Linked DNA regions of Mus musculus: regions 1 and 2 are each linked to region 3. The links are chromatin contacts, called in public HiChIP or PLAC-seq maps. All regions are on one chromosome and are shown on one strand. The core of a region is the stretch at or near the end of the contact, and the rest is flanking DNA. Distances in the headings are between cores, read along the strand shown.

What was found. HiChIP or PLAC-seq counts read pairs in DNA pulled down with a chosen protein or histone mark.
Region 1: a contact with region 3 is called in an H3K27ac HiChIP or PLAC-seq map of heart atrium, with 7 times the contacts expected there. The contact joins two enhancer-like sites. A contact is called at or near these places in 6 of 39 promoter capture datasets (the 3T3-L1 cell line, the C10 cell line, cranial neural crest and 2 more), 1 of 15 datasets of contacts at CTCF or cohesin (pro-B cells), 5 of 484 Hi-C or Micro-C datasets (the HL-1 cell line, Sertoli cells, cardiomyocytes and 2 more) and 2 of 115 datasets of contacts at active chromatin or transcription factors (cardiomyocytes and heart atrium).
Region 2: an SMC1A HiChIP or PLAC-seq map of the NIH/3T3 cell line shows a contact between it and region 3, with 6 times the contacts expected there. The contact joins two enhancer-like sites. A contact is called at or near these places in 1 of 15 datasets of contacts at CTCF or cohesin (the NIH/3T3 cell line) and 1 of 115 datasets of contacts at active chromatin or transcription factors (vascular smooth muscle cells).

The regions. Positions count from the first base shown.
Region 1 is chr12:16,184,236-16,187,039 of GRCm38.p6, reverse strand. No RefSeq gene overlaps it. Among named protein-coding and RNA genes, the nearest start is that of Gm48606, 47 kb to the left of the region's middle. Within about 2 kb of position 1,474, at least 69 of the 459 cell types and tissues checked have an H3K27ac peak or open chromatin away from gene starts, as enhancers often do. A contact at or near this core is called in heart atrium, where this site is marked.
Region 2 is chr12:16,357,515-16,360,359 of GRCm38.p6, reverse strand. No RefSeq gene overlaps it. Among named protein-coding and RNA genes, the nearest start is that of Gm36372, 130 kb to the right of the region's middle. Within about 2 kb of position 1,354, at least 21 of the 459 cell types and tissues checked have an H3K27ac peak or open chromatin away from gene starts, as enhancers often do. A contact at or near this core is called in the NIH/3T3 cell line, where this site is marked.
Region 3 is chr12:15,616,260-15,619,142 of GRCm38.p6, reverse strand. All of the region lies in intron 1 of Gm40287 (a long non-coding RNA gene), which reads right to left. Among named protein-coding and RNA genes, the nearest start is that of Gm40287, 11 kb to the right of the region's middle. Within about 2 kb of position 1,537, at least 58 of the 459 cell types and tissues checked have an H3K27ac peak or open chromatin away from gene starts, as enhancers often do. A contact at or near this core is called in the NIH/3T3 cell line and heart atrium, where this site is marked.

The DNA.
Region 1 (2,804 bases), core at 225-2,724, 570 kb before region 3:
AAGACCACACACTTTCATCTATCTGATCTCACAGTTATCAGCATGCTGTGAATTACCTGTCACTCATTTGAAAGCAGCTCCTGAGCTCTGCTGTGATCTCCCATTTTGACTTCCAGATTATTTACCAAGCTGCTGAATCTGTAAATACACAGAGGCTTGGGTCCTTCGGGGTTTGCTCCGTCTGGACTGATACAGTGGTCAGAGAATTTACCATGCATGCTTTTGGATCTTTTGGAGTTGGCTTGGTTTTGCTTTCTGTCTCAGTGTCCAGCTCCATCAGTGTCTTACATGAGCTACACCCGGTCACGGAGAATTAACTGCTCTGTGTGAATCTCAGAATGAGTATTTTTTAAAAATGAAGGAAAGTATTTCCTTCGGAACCACATCCACTGGGCTGTGTGTGGTGTCTGCTTATATGGAGATCTTGTGGGATGGAGCTCCAGATCCCTAATGCCACAAAATAACCAAATCGACTACATTTTAAGTCAAGTTTTCTTCTTCCAGGGTGCCATGCCCACAGAAATGTTCTGTGGGGTTGTGGTACTGGGTACATGTGAGAGACAATGAGGTCTGGGTCTGCTCGCTTCCAGCTTCTTTTCACTGCCCACTGACTTTAAGCAGTTTGTCTAACTCCCCCTTTTGTGCAGAGCTTGGTGTGGTGTGAAGCTCCGGAAGAGGTTTCTTCTTCCATGGCCAATCCCGTTCTTTCCTTAGAATGGTATTTAGGGTCAGCTGACAGTCCCTATGTGTGTCTCATCTTGTCACTCCCCCGTGAGAGGGCAGCTGCACTTTCCGCTGACCATCTAGCCTATACAATAGAGACAGCCTGATGTAGAAAAACAGACCAAGGGGAAAAAGTCAGAAAAGAAACTGCCTGGCATTTCTTTATAGCTTAACTCATCCGGCGCCCACAATAATGAAATGCGTCTCCTCCTCTCGTGGGCTTCGCAGCTCTGATCCGGAACTCCCAGGTGCCCAAGTGAGGGGAAGAGCTATGAAAATTCAAGCGGAGTGACATTTTCCAAGGAGAATTGGATTAGTAGAGGGGAAAAGGCTGCCAAGATGAAAACCTTTCAGGATGGGGAACGATAAAGTGCAACGGCAACATCATACCTTCAACATGATTCTCTTCACAGTGAAGGGATGTGACCTTTGTGTGAAGGAAACCTGGGCTCCACCACAGACATTTCGCTAATGCTAATGTTCCCTTCCCCAGCTGCAAAATCCATCTGCGCCCTTCAAATACTTCTCTTCTCCTTCCTGCTCTGGTTATTTTTCCGGGCACGCTTCTTAAACTGCCAGAACTTAATATGATTTTACAACCTGCAGCCAAACTTTGGAAGCTTGAAGAATAGCTGACAGGCAGGCGCAAGTGCGAACTGACCTCCTTCACACACACATGGCTGTCAAGATAAGGGAACCCAGGGCTCTGCTGGTGTTGGGGGAAAACGGCTTAGCCTCATCTGAACTCACTTCCTGCTGGAGGGGCCGCTTGGTTGGTTGGGTTCCAGAGATAGCGTCTCACTGCGCTGCTCGGGTTGTCGTGGAACTCAGATTCAAGTTGCCTCGTCCTTCTGAGTGCGGGGCTTACAGGTCTCACTGGTTGGCTAAAACAGTTATATGGGGCATAATCCTGAGGGTGAGTAACTCGGGGTCTACAGAATATGTTCTGTAGGAATCCTCTTGAAACAAAGGAGTTATTCCTGTGTTTTTTTTCAGTCTTTTCCACTCTTTATAATCTATAGGAGTATCATTTTCTCTTCTACAGATGAGAAAGAGGAGTCCAAAACCTTTTATGTATCTGGATCTTGGGGACAGTAATCACAAAAGCAGAATTTGTACTTAGGTTTATTTTCACTGCAGTGGCCAGAATAGCTAGACACCGAGCCTCGGACACACAGTAAGGATTTTATATGCTTAATCCACCTCATGGTTGGTGCTTCCATTGTTGAACCTTTCCTAAAGTTCAAAGCCTGGGGCTGGAGAAGTTTTGTTACTTGCTCATGAATAGCAGTCCTGGGATTTTTTGTTTATCTCTCTGGCCTGAATCCACTAAGTGGCTACCGATGACCTTGAACTTCTGATCCTCCTGTTTGAACCTTCTAAGTGCTAGGATTGCATGCCTGGTTTGTGTGCTGCTGGCAACAGAACCAAGGGCTTGGGGCAGCAAGCATTCTACCAAGTGAGTCAAATCCCCAGTCCAAGTATGGGACTTTGTGATGAAGAAAACATACAAATCTAATAAGAGTTAAATGTCCTTACTGTTACCCATCATCTGAGTGCTGTGAGATCGCATCCCCAGTAACATGTTTGACCTTCAGAGTTGCATAATAAGACTGAAATCATGATGGTGAAGAAGGCAAGGAACAATCCTAAGAATGCTCTGAGCTTGAGCCAATTATTTTGTCAATAGACCATAGGAGGTTGCAGCTCACGATGTTTCCCAGTTATGAAAAGATACACATTCAAGATGAGTGAAGTTTTCAAACTATGGTTGTCACTCCCAACACACCTCCCTGAGCCTCAGGGAGTGAGCACAGGGACTCTTCTGAAAAGACCAATGACAGTTCTGAGGGGAACATACGTATATCACAAGTTTGAATTCAGCACACAGGTGGATATTTGCTGAATACCACACAGCAAGCATGGAGTTCCTCGCCCCAGAGATATCACAGCCACTTATGATCCATAATCTTCTCCCAGCTTTCAGATACAGAAACTGAAGCGCCATGAGATCGGCTCAGTGAAGCAAGAGAGTGGGAGCCTGATTTCCAATTCTTATTCTTTATGACAACTATATATTT
Region 2 (2,845 bases), core at 105-2,604, 740 kb before region 3:
GGGTTTTGTTTGCTGTTACCACACCTGCAGACAACAATTTAGGAGCAGCCTTCCCAGAAGCTCTGTGATGGTTTGTATATGCTCTGCCCAGGGAATGGCAGGATTAGAAGTTTTGGCCCTGTTGGAATAGGTGTGTCACTGTGGACTATAAGACTTTCATTCTAGTTGCCTGGAAGTCAATATTCTGCTAGTAGCCTCTAGATGAAGATGTAAAACTCTCAACTCCTCCTGTACCACACCTGCCTGGATGTTACCATGCTCCTTCCTTGATGATAATTGACTAAACTTCTAAACCTGTATGCCAGCCCCAATTGAATGTACTTTTTTTTTTTTTTGGTTTTTCAATACAGTGTTTCTCTGTGTAGCCCTGGCTATCCTGGAACTCACTCTGTAGACCAGGTTGGCCTCGAACTCAGAAATCCGTCTGCCTCTGTCTCCTAAGTGCTGGGATTAAAGGCCTGCGCCACCACTGCCCGGCTTAAATGTACTTTTTAAGAGTTGCTTTGGTCGTGGTGTCTGTTCACAGCAGTAAAAACCTAACTAACACAAGCTCCAATCAGCCTTTCAGATGGTTGCATATGTGTGAAGTCACAAGAGTCATAGCCAAACCCTTAAAGCAAAAGATATAGAGGTAGTAATACCCAGTTCTTGAATAACAAATCTCAACTACAGGAATTTTCAGTTCAAGGGATGGAGCTTGTGGCAGAAGCCCACTCTATTGATTCCAGAGTTCTTGGCTTCCTCCATATCATCCTAACATCAGAGGATGATGAGCCCTAGGCTGGATGTATACTACAGCTCTTTACTTTTATCCCCCTATCAAAATGCTGCCTTTGTACTATGTAGAAAGGGCCCTGAAATGCTGCATTTATTTTGAATTGGAATCATATCTATGAGGAAAAAATTTAGCTTTGGTAGTGGGGGTTCTCTGCCCCTTTTCTGGCACTGTGGCTGGATGTTGAAGACAGTCCCTGCTGGTGTTTCTTTCTGATCTTGCAAGAAGGGTCCTTCTAGGAGATGATATCATGGCTGGACAAAGGAATGGGGTTTTGGAAACCAGAGTAATAGTTCCCAGCAATCCAGGACATCTGAGGGGTCCAGCCCAGGGACCAGCATCTCATGGGAAATGGTGTCAAATGGCCTGAGTATTGTGTCTTAGAAACATCCCAAATCTTACAACATCAAGAAGAGAGGGTTGAACTGTGTTGTAAGCCACTTTGTTCTAAAACTTTCCCTCTTTGTATTTTCCTAACTTCTGTGAAAATAAAATAACTTTGACATGACAGTCAGTTGTGAAAATATAAGTCAATGAAATGGAATTTGTAAACGTTGAGTGAAGCAAATGTTTGGATTATCTTGTTTCAATTAAGATGCCATGCCTTAGCCTTCCAAGAAGGGGCCTTTGTTCTCCTCTGTGTTTGAATATATTATGCCCTCAGATTAGTTTTTAAAGAGGCAGAAAGTGGAAGGGATAGAGGAAGGGAGAAAACAAAGGCAGTGTGCACAAGAAGATCAATTCAGGGCAGTCAGTACAGGTTTGGAGTCAGAGGGGCAGGGATTTAAACTATGGTGCTGAATGTGCTAGCTGAGTGCTGTTGGTGCTTTCTTTCTTCCTTTGTTCCTTTCTCCTTTCTTTTCTTTTCTTTTCTTTTCTTTTCTTTTCTTTTCTTTTCTTTTCTTTTCTTTTCTTTTCTTTTCTTTTCCTTTCCTTTCCTTTCCTTTCCTTTCCTTTCCTTTCCTTTCCTTTCCTTTCCTTTCCTTTCCTTTCCTTTCCTTTCCTTTCCTTTCCCTTCCTTTCCTTCCTTCCTCCCTCCCTCCCTCCTTTCTCTCTCTCTCTCTCTCTCTCTCTCTCTCTCTCTCTCTCTCTCTCTCTTTCATTCAACTTCTTTGAAACTGTTTCCTTCTCACGTGAATTGATATATCCAGGCTTGTTATTTGGGGAGGGAGGGTTAAAGACCATAATGTAGATTTTGCCTGTTGCAGAAAGTTCCTCAGTAAATATTTACTAAATAAATTAAAGAATACTCTTTTCCCCCTACTCATTTATGTATTTATTCACTTTATATCCCAGTTTTGGCCTCCCTCCCCTTCCAGTCCCATGCTCACAAATTTCCTTCCCAATTACTCCCTTTCCCTTCTCAGAAAAAGGGAAGCCCCCTTGGGTATCCACCTGCTCTGGTATATCAAGTTGCAGCAGGACTATGTGCATCCTCTCCCACTAGTCAGTCCAGCTAGGGGAAGGGAATCTAATGGCAGGGAACAGAGTCAGAGACAATCCCTGCTCTAATTGCTAGGGAATCCATTATGAAGACCAAGATGCACATCTGCTACAAATGTGAGGGTGGTGGCTAGGTCCAGCCACATATGCTCTTTGCTTGGTGATTCAGTTTCTGTGAAGCCCCATAGGCCCAGGTTATTTGACTTTGTAGGTCTTCCTGTGGTGTCCTTGACTCCTCTGGCTCACTCAATCCTATCTCCCATTCCTCCACACTCCCTGAGCTCCACCTGATAGAGTCTCTGCATCTGTTTGCATCCACAGCTGGATGAAGCCTCTGGGGAGACAGTTATGCTAGACTCCTATCTGTAAGCATAGCAAAGTATCATTAATATTATCAGGGGTTAACTCTCTTCCATGGGATGGATCTCAAGTTGGGCCAGTCACTGGTTGGCTGTTCCCTCAATCTCTGCTCCATTTTTATCCTTACGCATCTTGCAGGCCGGGCACATTTTGAGTTGAAGGTTTTGTGGGTGGGTTGATGTTCACCTCCTTCAACTGAAAGTCCCACCTGGTTATAGGAGGTGGCCACGTTAGTCTCCATAGTCCCCCGAGTGTAGGTGTCTCAGC
Region 3 (2,883 bases), core at 288-2,787:
AAATATCTAAAAGGAGAGGTTGAATGTTCAATTCTAGGTAAAGTTTTGAAGGGACACGCTTATGTCTGCTGAAGGATATAACTCTATGTGATGTAAAGTCACTTCATGTTTGTATCATGTTGTATATCTTGCATCTAATATATAGTGATACCATGTGAACCTTCTCTACTCACAATGCTTTCAAGAATTATTAAAACTACCAGAACATTAGTTTGATAACAATTTTTAGCTTTAGTTTTTTCTTCTGTTTTTGAGCTTCTTCCCTGTTTCATATTGGACATGTGAAGAGAGCAAATAATACAAGAGATCTCAGTTTTGAGACCTATATATGCTATATAATGAGTTGATGTATTAGTTATCTTTATGTGTCACCGTGATAGAATATCCAAGAGACACAACTTACAATGAGGAATTATTTACTTGGCTTACAATTTCAAAGATTCCAATTCATAGTTGCTTGGCTGTGTTGCTATTGGTCTAGGGTACCATGGTGCATGACAACTGTGAGAGATGGCAGCAGAAATCTGCTATGCTTTATATAATCTGAAAGGGAATGGTTAGAGGAAGAGTCCAGGCCTCTAATATCTATATCCTTCAAGGCATTCCTCTGTGACTTAACTACCTCCATAAAGATTTTACCTCTGAATGTGTTACCACCTCCAATAGGTCCATGGGGATCAAGGTTTTCACACATCAGCCTTTGGAGGATATTTCACATCCAAAATTATATTAATCAGGAGGTAGAGATGCAAAGATCAGAGAATTGGGGAATGGAAAGGCACAGAATGAGACCAGTGACACAGAACCACGTGTTTCTCATTTGAACAAGGCATGGCACAATCCCTGGTGTTGAGAATGAGATATGAACCCATCCCCTTCTCCTTCCCACTCTCTGTCCTCATATTAAGCATGTGCTAGACTGTTTTCATTTGACAATATGAGAACTTGGCCTCTTGGGCAACAATGTGGGAGGATCCATTTGCCTTGATGAACACTGCATTAGAAGATAGAAATGGTCAGAAAACACTACATTTTTTGAACAAATTCACGAATGTTTAGAGGTGGAGGTGGAGGTATTTCCATATACTCCCATGGACTAAAATGAATACAAATTACCAATGGACATTCTAATGGGAAACCAGACTGATAAGGAGTATGACTCTCAGCTAGCTGTGAGATTTAAATGCATATTGGGACTTGTAAACAGGCTAGATCTTTTGTGTTTAAATAGCAAGAAGTAGGTCAGTCTTGGTCATTAGATATTCTTATAATATAATATGGTTAGTAATAAGGACCATGTGAATCTACATTAGACCCAGAAAACAGATCTCTGATCCCCAATTGCAATAGTTACTCACTTGGGATGCAGACTTAGAAACAACCGGAAATTCTATTAAAAGAGGCATTTAAAAAGGGGACCATTCCCCAAGAGCACATTTTCTAATCATCTTGGCTGTCCCTTTTAGGCTCAGTAAAACAAACTCATGCAGTGTAAGTATGTTCAGCAATTGGGCCTGTTCCCAGGTTGTGAGACATTCAGCAAAAATCCAGAGTTATTATTAGATCTGCACGCAGGCTTTTGTCAAAAGGCCTCTTGAACTGTTAGGAAATCAGAGTGCAAATTGATAATGACACACTACACATCTCTGGCCTGGCAGCTCCCTCAAGGCTGCTGAGATACCCCAGGACCAGCTTCCATGGTTTCATGCCAGCAGCCTGCTGCTCAACACTTGTCCCTTCCCTAAGCCAGTGTGACAACTGCATTCTTCTCTTGCCTAGAAGAGGCAAAAGGAGATGGATTAAGGAGGATGTTTGAACTGAGACTATTAATTTCCTTTTAGTGTGCATTCAAGTCAGAGCCCTTTATAAGAGAACCTTTTGTGGTTTCATAAAATTACAACGTTGGCTATTCGGCTGCCTTTCCCAAAGCACAAATTTGGATTCTAAAGAAAACGTACATACTTTGTATGAAGAAAAGAGGGGGGGGGGGAGTGAGTATGCAGTTATCTTAAATATATTCATTTATGTAATCATTCTGTTACCACAGAAACAATTACAATATTAGCTTTTTATTAATAAAGGAGATCATAAAAACACAGTGTTCATAAAACTTATAAGGCTTCTTTGATAGTTTTATGAAAAATAATAGTAAAAAATAACTTTCCCTTATAATGTATAAGTGATTAAAATGCTTTTATAAGCTTTCAGTTTAAAACATAACATTGTCCTTTTGCTACTATAGTTACAGTACGTTTTCATGGGTCAGGGTTGGCCAAGAGATCCAGGAATGTGTGTGATGTCTCCCAGAGAAAGTGGGAAAAGATTCCTAAATGCCTTATCTTAACATACCAGATTCCAACAGCACCCTTCAAGGGAGCTTGGAAGCCATGTTAATGGAAGACTGCTCACAAATGGCAAAGCTATTTTAGACTCAGAGAGCCCACAAAAGCTCTGCTACTTAACACATAGTAGGAAATTCATTTTCTGAAGGAATTCTTAGACATGTCACCTGAGAGAAAGAGAACATTTCACTTAGTCTAATGAAGACAGAAAATCAAACTCAATCTCAGAGCCATTGCATATGGGCAGCTTGGTCAATCTCAGTGCCATTGCGTATGAGCAGCTTGGGTTTTAGACCATCCCATGTTCAGGAATAGACTGCCAACCTGGGACGCAGCAATCATAGGAACACTTATGTTATCTACCACCCTGCCTCTTAGCTTTATGTGCTGTGTGTTATTAACCCACCTTCTTGCCTTCTAATTTGTTTTCTCTCTTAGGTCAATGGTTGTCCAGCACTACAATGCAGCTTTCAAAGCCTGTGCACTGGCAACTCTTACCTAGATTGACTACTTCATTCATGACAATGTATGTGGCTAAGCT